Regions from separate parts of the Arachis hypogaea genome. Here region 1 is linked to region 2. The links are chromatin contacts, called in public Hi-C maps. All regions are on one chromosome and are shown on one strand. The core of a region is the stretch at or near the end of the contact, and the rest is flanking DNA. Distances in the headings are between cores, read along the strand shown. Region 1 has its middle 8.9 kb from the start of LOC140177359. Region 2 holds the start of LOC112728095 (GTP-binding protein BRASSINAZOLE INSENSITIVE PALE GREEN 2, chloroplastic-like).

Evidence for each region. A called contact is a pair of places that touch in the nucleus more often than the background predicts.
Region 1: a Hi-C map of leaf shows a contact between it and region 2, with 4 times the contacts expected there. The contact joins the enhancer-like site here to the promoter of LOC112728095 in region 2. A contact is called at or near these places in 3 of 8 Hi-C or Micro-C datasets (all in leaf).

Annotation. Positions count from the first base shown.
Region 1 is chr12:106,923,665-106,929,531 of arahy.Tifrunner.gnm2.J5K5, reverse strand. No RefSeq gene overlaps it. Among protein-coding and RNA genes, the nearest start is that of LOC140177359, 8.9 kb to the left of the region's middle. Within about 2 kb of position 2,046, at least 1 of the 3 cell types and tissues checked has open chromatin away from gene starts, as enhancers often do.
Region 2 is chr12:106,831,076-106,836,428 of arahy.Tifrunner.gnm2.J5K5, reverse strand. LOC112728095 (GTP-binding protein BRASSINAZOLE INSENSITIVE PALE GREEN 2, chloroplastic-like) reads right to left here and starts at 2,581. Exons shown (of 4, transcript XM_029290820.2): 1 at 1,853-2,581; 2 at 1,566-1,666; 3 at 1,131-1,299; 4 at 1-291. The coding sequence starts at 1,190. The coding sequence ends at 46. LOC112731922 (U6 spliceosomal RNA) reads right to left here and starts at 2,200; the gene lies at 2,098-2,200.

The DNA of each region.
Region 1 (5,867 bases), core at 797-3,296, 94 kb before region 2:
GGCTTCCGATACCTTCTCCTCATCCACCATCTTCAAGTGGTACATAGTGGTTACCACCTCAGATGTCACCATCCTTCGTAGCATCTTGTTACTAATCGCCTCAGACTGAAGCAGCCTGTTTCCTTGTAATTTGATAGGTAAATTATTCACAACAAATTCCATAGTGAGTAGACCATAATGTGTTGTTACATAGCCCAAGCACATGAGCCATTGTACTCCCAAAACTATATCAGCACCCTGTAAATCTAGCATGAAAGTGCTGATGGTAAACTGATACCCTTGCATTACCAGGGGTACATTTTCACACACTGCCTTACAACCAATGACATCACCATTTCCAACCAGTACTTGCAGTGGTGTGGTTTGTTGAATTGGGAAATCCAGTTTTTCAGCAACATTGGCTTTCACAAAATTATGCGAACTGCCTCCATCAATCAGGACCATAACTTCGTGTCCCTTGTAACTTCCTTTCAGCCTAAATGTTGTTGGTTGGTATTGACCAACCATGGCATTAAAACTGATTTCTGGTTGTGCAGGACCAACCACTACAGGTTGCTCCTCATTTGTAATTTGGATCACAGCAGGTTCAGGCTCCTTCAGAATTTCCTGCATTTCCTCATCTCCTATCAATAGATAGCAGGATGTCTTGCACCGATGTCCAGGTGACCACTTCTCGTCACAATAATAACACAATCCCTTTTCCCTCTTCATTTTAATTTCAGCAGCTGATAGTTTCTTAAATGGTGGGGTAGAATTCAAATTTTTTTTGTTGTTGGTGTTGGGTGAATTGAGTGGGACAGGAACAAATTGGGGTTGAGAAGTGTTGTTTGGGTTTCTGGTGGGTGGAGGGTTGGTGTTTGGGCTGTTATGGCGGCTGTTTGGGTGAGGTAGGCTTGTGAATTTGGGGTGGGGACTGTTGTTTTTCTGCTCATAGAGCTTGGCTAAGGATACTGCTGTCACATATGAGGTAGGTTTGGCTAGGAGTAGCTCACATTTTAAGTAATCTTGCAAACCACCCACAAATAGAGAGATTACCCATTCCTCACTTAGTCCCGTCACCTGATTGGTGAGCTCCTCAAATTGGCTTTGGTACTCAGCCACAGTATTCACCTGTTTTAACTCCTTGAGTGCTGCTTTAGGATCGTAAAATTGATTCTGTCCAAAACGAACTAAGAGAGCTTCTAAAAATGAGTCCCATGTATAACGGATATTGTTATTAACACCCCAACGATACCATGCATAAGCAGGACCAGTTAAATGAAAAGAAATCATACGCACTCTCATGTCCTCCGGTACAGCATACCATTCAAAGTACTCACGGGCTTTGAATACCCATTCTTCTACTCTATCACCATCAAAGATTGGTAGTTCAGCTTTAATACCTCTAGTCATGTGATTATTGTTGCGAACAGATTGCCTGTAAGATGATTGTGCTCCATCCTCCTCATCGGACTCACTGACCACCTTCTTTTTCTTCAGGAATTCTTTCAGCATGCTCCGAATCTCCCGCAGTGACTCTTCCAGCCCATCCATTCGCTCATTCGTGGTGGACTTGGCTGGCAATCTCAACATGACTTCTCTGCAGAGCTGCAAGCTCGTGCTGTGGGTTGAGTTCAGCAGGGATCACCATCCTCTCTCAACGAGAGCACCAATGATAGACTCTACTTGTGACTGTTAATGATATTACAATTGAGTAGTGAAATATAGTAGAATGCACAGTAATGGAATGAAAATTGTATATTATTGAATGTGAAATGATAATGGAAATGAACGAAACAGATACTGCCCCTATTCGAGTGGGGGAGCACTCCAGAAAACGTTTCTTCACACAATACTCCAATTAACTCCGAATCATTCTCAATCCCATATATTTTCTCTTTTCCCGTAACAAACTAACCAACTCAGCACAGGGAAACGTTTCTTTGTTACGCACAGCTCATCCAATAACAAAATCCTTCATCCAGCCTGGAGCTCTCTTGGTTCGCTGCTTTTTGGGTTCTTCCACTTGAGACGGCCCAATACCTTGCGTTGGCTGCCCTTTTGTGTCTTCCTCTGTATTGGGCAACTCCATTTCGGGCTGGTCTTCTTCATTTGGGCCTTAGGAGCTATCAATATGACTCATATTTTCTTTTTATATTTGTCTTATATTTAAATTAATATTAATAACTTTTTTATTTTCTAAGAGTCTAGTAGAGGTGGTTTAAATTTTATTTTTATTGAAAACAATTCTAAGAAAAATATATGCATGAACAAAATTGAATAAGCAACGACTTTTAATTATGGGTAAAGTACTAAATTGGTCCCTTAGGTTTGGGCGTAATTCTGTTTTGGTCCTTAAGGTTTAAAGTATTCTATTTGAATCCAAAAAAGTTTCATTTAGCATCAATTTAGTCCCACAGTGAGGTCAAAATTAAATAATTAACAAAATGTCCTACATAACAACAGTTCAAGAACAAAATCGATAATCTGGAGAACAAGTACAAGCTCCAGAGGCACAAAATCAACCATTAATGTATCAATACATTTATTTATCATTTTCTTTAGTTTTATATAAAATATTTTATTTATATTATAAAAAAATAATAAATAAATGTATTGATGTATCAATGGTTGATTTTATGCCTCTGGAGCTTGTACTTGTTCTCCAGATTATCGATTTTGTTCTTGTACTGTTGTTATGTAGGACATTTTGTTAATTATTTAATTTTGACCTCACTGTGGGACTAAATTGATGCTAAATGAAACTTTTATTCAAATAGAACACTTTAAACCTTAAGGACCAAAACAGAATTACGCCCAAACCTAGGGGACCAATTTAGTACTTTACCCTTTAATTATCTTTGGAGTTTGAGAATAAATAAGTTCTTAGTAATAGACGAAAAATTCTACAATAAAATTTCTATAGGTAGAGTCTCATCATGAGATGAGAATTCATTTAACAGATTTCTATAAATTAAAATTATTTTTTACAAAAGTTTAAGATAATAAAAAACATATAAATTATTATATTTTTAATATAAATCTTTAATTATAAAAATTTTGGTATTATATTGGAATTAAAATAAAATAGGTCTAATTCAATTTTAAAAACTACTAGCTCATAAAATGAAGAATTTCTCATATTTATAAATTTTGTGAAGACATCTTTAATAAAAAAAAAGTAAAATTTATAATATATTATGTTCATACTCAGAAATGATCATTTAGTGCGTAAATATTTGTAAGTAAGTGGTCCAATAATATTAAATTTAATAGACTCTAATTTCATATTATAAAATTATTCCTATCAAAATTTTAAATTACTAAAAAAAGACATATAATTGATTATATCCTTAACTGAAATTTAACATTTTATATGCAAAGAGATAGATTATTACTTTAGGAAAATTTTTAAATATTCATTAAAAACTGACATTCTAATAATTTTAATTAATATATATTATATATATTTTTTATAATTAAAATCAACTATTAATACTATTGCAACATGGACATTTTCAAAAACATTTAAAATTCTCCCAATACTTTATTCTATTTATGCTTCCTTGAATCTGTCAAATCTTGTTCGTACATCTTAATTTTTAAAGTTAATTATACACTTTACTAAATTTGTCTTTCCACAATAATACTACCTGAAAAACGTTGTCATGCATTAAAAGTATTGTTTAATTAGATTCCAAGTCGTTTTTCAATCTTTGCATTTTGCAAATATTGACTGGGACAATAATATTGTTTAATAATATTTCGTACGCCGTTGCCTAAAAAAATATTGTAAAAAAATATAATTAGAAAAATGAAAAAAATTTTTTTGCCTAAAACATTGTTATCTAAAGTTAAAATTGTTGCGCTGATAGATTCATGTTGCCTAATTCAATGATGCTGTTATCTATGTTTCATTTGTTTCCAGTGAAGGTTTTACTAATTTTTTTTATATGAATAATTTTAATATAAAATATGAGAATTTTAAATTATTTTAATATTTTATACTGTTAGGGTTTAGGGTTTAGGGGTATAAAACATCCTTAATGTTTTATGATAAACAAAAATTAACTATAAAAAGATAAAATATCAGTAATGTTTTGTGATAAAAAAATAAAAAATTGACATTTTGTAAAAAAATATAATTTTAATTATGAAAAGACAAATATTATTAACGTTTTAACAAAACGTGATTGACATTTTATAAAAACTCACAAATGCATATATATAACACATAATTTGAGTATTTTTAGAAAATTCACACCTAATAATCTAATATAAAAAAAAGTTCTACAATTTTTTCTTGCAATATTTTATATAATAAATAATGATAAATGCTCTCGTAAAAACAAATTCACATGAAGATGACATTGTAATATAAACCATTAGATCGTTCAGTCAATTATATTCAGTTGAACATGTCAAACGATTTAATGATTTATAATATCATCTTCGTATAAAAGCATATGACTTTTTACGGGAATGACCACTATGGTTTAATATTATTTGTCTTTCGCATCATTATGCAAAGGAGACCTAGACTAAGTAGTAATCACATTGTTTCTTAGTCTAACTATACCAAATTTAAACTCTAGCTTAGACTGAGATAAGATTTAACAGAAATAATTCTGTTAGGTGAACAATATGATATGCGAATAATGTAAATAATAAGCTGTATTTTAAGTCTACTAACTATCTAATTTTATTTTCATCTCAACCCTTTTTTACTTGATTAACCCTAATTAATCCAATCCCCAATTTTAACGCAGCCTCAAAGTGTGAATGTGTGAGTAGTATAATGACAAAAAAAAAAAAACTTTCGGATCATTATCAATCATTAGTTAGTATAGTATAACGAACATGGTTTTAGACAACAACTTCTATGAGTTAAAAAACAAAAAGAATTCTTTGCATTATTATGAGCCCCATGTGCAATGAATTTCCATTCTCTGTTTAAGATTCTATTTTTCTCATTATTGACTTTATCTCTTCATAATTTGGTGAATTGGAGCAATAATAAAAGAGGGAAAAGAATTGAACCAAAAGCATTGGGGAGAAATAAACTAACAAATCTCTTGGCACAAATAGGTCTTAAAATTCAGTTATTCTAAATCAAATTAGGAAAATATTAGACCTAATTTTTTGGGCCAATATTCTAGAACATTTTTCTTTTTCTTTCTCTTTCTTTTTCTTTAACCGAATATTAGTTAAAGAAAAGTTGGTTCTTTAATCAAAATTCTTATTCTATCTATAATCAAAATTATGATTATAGAAAACTACAAAAGCCATGTGCATTATCAATAATAATATTGCTGCATGCCCAACAGAAAATCTCCACTTTCGGTGAATAATTGGAATAATAATGTCTGAAAATCATCATCCGAAACAATTATTGGGTTTGATATAAAAGCATATGTATGAAGAAGGTAGGATGCAATTATTTGAGGGGTTAAATCAAATTTAATTAATAAATTTCATTGGATATCATATCATATAATCAAATAACTAATTAGAAGAAGGATCTGCGTGAGAAGACGTGACAAGCCTGCAATAAAAAATACTGTAATTGAGATAACAGTTGCAGAAAAAACTATCATAATAATAGATAATATAAATTTAAATGTGATCTGGTATTTTAATAACAGTATAGTTTTTAGGTTTATATAGCGTGTTTAGTTGAAAATATAATACAAAGTGCAAATAAACAAATTAAGACACAAAAATTGTGTCTGATCTTGAGTCTTACTCCAAATCCTACAATTATCCTGACATGGTTAGCATAAAAAATTATTATAATTGAACATTTTAATCAAAATTTTGGTAATAATATTTGAATGAAAAAACAAATAAATTCTGGAATGAGTATAGTAATTAGTAAGTAAAAATAA
Region 2 (5,353 bases), core at 1,332-3,831:
CTTCAAGTTTGGTTTGGTTGCCAATAGCATCAGAGATGGCTCTTGTTAACCAAAACCAGGTTTCTCGAGGGACCGGGCCTGGTCAAGGACCAATGGCTCTCTTAAGGTTACTTCAACACCATCAAAGGTCCACAGTTTCATGGTTGCTTCCCCTTTGAGGCACAGAGAATACCAACCTAAGCCAGCTATCGCTATGTCAATACTGTTGACCTCCCAACTAGTTCCAGATACCTTAATTTCCATTTCTTGCCATGTGCCTAAGTCAGCAGCGCGTTTATTGCCAATGGGAGGCTGAAATAAGATGCAAATAGAAATGATGTTAGAGCAAAATTAGATATCATGTATTTTAGGGGAAGAGAGAATAGATTATATTTAGTAATACCTCAAATCAGTCTCCAAGTAATTTCTAGACGAACACTTTAGCTCCTAACAAATTTTAGTTACCATATCAGATCTCAACCTTTTGTTTTGTTAGACAACTTACTCACCTGTCCGATTTTGTATAAATCCCTATCATTATTTAATAAGATATAAAAATTCTTTGAACATTGATTTAGGATATTACCCTTGTTTTTGTTACATGTTTGGACAAAAATGTATTTAAATGCAAATTATATCTACATACATTGATATAAAGAAGGAAACAACGTAATGGATATACTATGCACATGAAATGCTGTTTTATTTCCAAAAGAATTTGATATATAGAATTAGGTATGTTTCCATAGATTATTTGCTTCGTAACTCTAAATTTTTAAATTCTCAAGTGAGACTTTTCTTCATCTTCAACACACTCTTTTCCAACTAATTGATTATTATTTCGATCTATCAAGTCCCATTATCAAATCCGATTCCACACTACAACAAATATGGTAGCTTTTCATCCCGTTTCTAACCAAAGGGTTGTTTCTGGATTATAAAGTACATTTCTTTGACAAATAAAGTCAAAATGTCTCTCTACCTTTCCTTTTTATAATCTAACAAAATCAACTGAAAAGTAACATAAAAGAGCAATTAATCAAATGAAAAACATATTTGAAGCTCAGGTAAAATGCAAATTTAAACCTTAATACTAAAATGATTTATATAGTCATGTTTAGATTTGTGGAAAAAAAAAAGAAAATGCTTACCTGCAACCTGACACCAACATGATTACCCCAAACCTCTTCAGCATTTTCTACTTTTCCCATGTGAAGAGAAACATTTTGGTGATGCCCAAACTGTTACATATATTGTTTCAATAGAGGCTTTAATAAAGTCAATTCTTGTCAAGCCACCAATGTGCACTGCCTGCCCTACCTGTAAGTTAAAACCAGTATGTAAAGTTCCAAACCACATCTTTATTTCTGAAATTTACATACCGACACCAAAGAAATTGCTATCTCGATTTATTAACTGGAGTTTCCATTTATTAGGGGAAATAAAGAAAACAAAACTATTGTCCATTTCTGATAGCCCTTAATGGATAAACAATGTGCATAAAGGATACATATAATCTACATAATAAAAAAGGCTTAATGACAACTTAGAGAGAAGCAATAGCAGTAAGCCATTAAATAACTTGCCTTGATTCTATATGATCGAGGCCGAAGTTCCTTTCGTATCTCAACCATCTTTTGCTCTTCCCTGTTCAATCTCATCGACATTAAATAGGGATGCAGGAGCCCTGGAGTGTCAAACATCTTAGTCTTAGCTGACAAAAAATTGTATTCAAGTTCTATGTTTTGGATTCTTGACGAACCCTAAACTTATTCCTATGATTATCAAACTACATAGTCACAATGAAAAAGCTTTAATTCATGGATGATTTGGAAGTTCTAAATTGCAATTGCCTAGATCTTGTTTTTCATACTTGTTTAACTTTGAACAGGGAGAACCACAAAGGAAGCAGGACACATTTACAATCCTTGAATCTGGCATGCTAGTTGATTTTCATCGCCGATGACAAATACAACAAATTTTTAAGATCCGTATGTCCGCAAATTTTTAAGATCCGTATCGCCGATAGCCCCAAAAAGAGGACAAATATCCATTGAAGAAGGATGAAAATTGCAAAGAGGAGGTGAAGAAATCAGAAATCCGCGGAAGAATAGCGAAAAAAATTTGGACCATTTCTCGATTTGTGCGTGTCATCCTTGCGCAGGGGCCATGCTAGTCTTCTCTGTATCGTTCCAATTTTATCAGATGTCCCCGAAGGGACAAGCCTTTGGTTGCACCTCTCGTATATAACACACGTGTTTCTTAAATCTTCAGCCGATGTGAGACTTCTTTGCCATTGAAACCAGATGAAGAATAGTGGAATACCAACAAGTTCTCACTTCTCAGTTCTCACCCTCGCTTGATGGAAAATGAAGGAGAAGAAACATTTTTTTTTATTGTTTTCTTTGGCGGTGTGGCTAAATGGTCATTAACGAGGAACTTCTGGCTTCAACGTGCATAGATCATAGGCCTTTTAGCCTTTTCAGACTCTTCTCTTGTCTAGGCCTGCCATGACTTGACTTGACATATCACTATTCACACCTCATGGATTATTCATTACTATTTACTAGTAATATTTACTTATGCTTCTTTTATTCTTCCTGCTCTCAATTTGTATGAATAAACAAGATAAATAAGTAACAATAGTGATTAATCACTTTGCAATGTTTACGCGACTAGTCATGACATGACATGCTCTTTATGGAAGTCTCTTCATTTGCAGGAGTGACAACACAAATTCTCACCCCTTGATTAAAGGACCAAATACCACAATCACTAGTTTTACTGTTACATTAACCTGACTATAGTAAGTTGAAAATAACATTCATAGTGTCATTAGACTCTCTACATTCTAGTTACGAAAAAAAAAAAAGACTCATTACATTCTACTTTCACTTGGTTTATTATTTGTTTCACTTCCCAAGTAGAGTGAAATTGCATGGTAGGGTTGTTGGTATGCACATTGCTTGGACCGCCACAAGCCCACAACCAAAAGCCCAAGAAGAATTAAGAAAAAAAGGTCCAATCGGAGTCGAACCCAGGTCGCTGGATTGAAAGTCCAGAGTGCTAACCACTACATGGAACCAAGTTTGACCTGCTCGTTTACTTTTTGGGTTCTTTTTCAAAACTTTACCAGGAACTTTCATGAATTTTATGCTGCTAATAATTGGATATCCACATTTGTTTAAAAAATTTTGAAGTTATTTATTGGAAAGACTTCATAAACAACACTCAAATCCGACTAGAGAAATTTTAGTGACATACATGTAAAGAAGAAAAGCGAAATTAGGTTTTGCTCTGTCTCATTATTCGAAATATCAGTATTTTTTTGTCTGAAATATTTACTATCAAAGTTTTATCAATGTTTAATATGAAGAAAATAATTATTGTGTATTTTAATCATAATTTTAGTTTTAATGACATTTAAAAATGATTAATCACGTATAGTACAATCCTTTTATTGACTTGTATAATACTATTTATTATTAAAATTTTCTTGTTCTTATGTATGTGTGGTTTCGTTTTGCATTTGTCCATAAGCTTCTCAAAATCTATAAGGCACCCGAATACACGTAAATCATCCACGGACAGACCCAACTGGTATGCTACACCGTGCAGCGTGATAGTACACTTTTCAAAAAAAGCATATGAAAGGTATGCATCTCAGAACGCTACCTATTAATGAAAACGCTGACTAAAGACTCGTCCAACCAGAATCACTTGGCGTTGAGTTTCGCCAGGTGGTACAAATCAGCCCTCTCTAAATAGGGTACGATCCTGTCATGCAGAGGCATGTTCTGTTGCCTCCGGACACTATAAATACACCCAATCGGCTGGAGCATGTGACAGAAGAAACCAAACATATAAAAAATTCAACACTAATTTAAAGTAATCTAACACAAAAAATACAATATTAAAATTTAAACAGGTAACATACAGTTCCTATTTTCTAATCACAAAATTCAATGAAAGGCATAAACGATTCAAGACATTAATCTAAATTTAAATACCTAAATCACAATCATTGGAAAAATATTATATGAAATACATTAACTAAAAATAACCAAACTAACATCTTCGTTTATGCTGCCAGCAACGTGAGCAATGCCGTTGAACCTCTAAAGACTGGGTGCCTCTGCCATCTCAACTCAACTAACCTACACTTTTCTCTCTTTTTCTCTCTCTAGAAAATCTCTCCTTCTCTCTCTAAAAAACCTTACAACCACCACAAATGTAATCCGCGAAACCCCTAAACCGTATTTATACTAACGCATAAACCGTTAGACTTCTGTCGCGGTTTATGCAGTCTCGTCATTCACACATAAACCGAGACACCCCTGTCACAGATCATGCTTATTTTTCCTAGAACGTAATTTGCGACACCCCTTAGTGGATTACGTGTATTCGTAAACTGCGGGATCCCTCTCGCGTTTACATAGATTATGAAAAAATGCATTTTGGTATCTATTTTACATTTTGTATAATCTAGTAATATTGGATGCCAGTTTATTTATTATGGTAAATTGCCTTAATTTACATCCTCAAAAAACGCAGTCGTTTCCATGAAACGAAACCTTTCATATGTTTTTGTTTTTAATTTAGAATTTATGTTGATCTTAAAATACATAATTGTATTGTTCCAAAAAATAAAATACACAATTGTAAAATTTTTTACTGTACAAAACTTGACTAGAATTACAATCCAACCGAATATACTTAGAAATTTAAGTGAGATATATCTCTTAGATTTCTTATAATTGTTTTGGCCATTTGTATTTGCTTGAATATCGAATTCAGTTAGGTAATTAACACTCAACGTTTCAACTACTAGCCAATTTATTATTAATTAGTGATCCTAATTTTTTAAATTATTATTAATTAGTAATTATTTAAATTTTATCTTTTAAAAAACACAACATCAATTATTATTAATTATAGTTGTTTAAAGTTGGTTGGTTAAAAATTATTTATCTATACATTTTCTAGAAAGAGAGAGAAAGCCCCTTTGTGAAACAGGAATTATCAATTGAAAAGTTGATATGATTAAAATTAATTATATAATTAACGCTTACCAAAAGGGCTTTGAAGCATGGATGCACTCATTTAGATCATTAAAACATAGGCTTTTTATGTTCATACATGGTCCTTAAGTAGTGTGATAAAATAAACTAGCTTTATAACACAAGGAAGTACAATTGAATATAATCAAAGTATAGAAGCTTATTGTTATCATTAAAAACAGCATAAATACAACTCAATACAGGTGTGCAGAACCAAATTGCACGATGAAAAAAAAAAGTTGGGAGAAACTTGGATGGAAAAATCATTGACATTATGTACAAGGGAAATCACAACCATCCCAAGTCTTATAAGC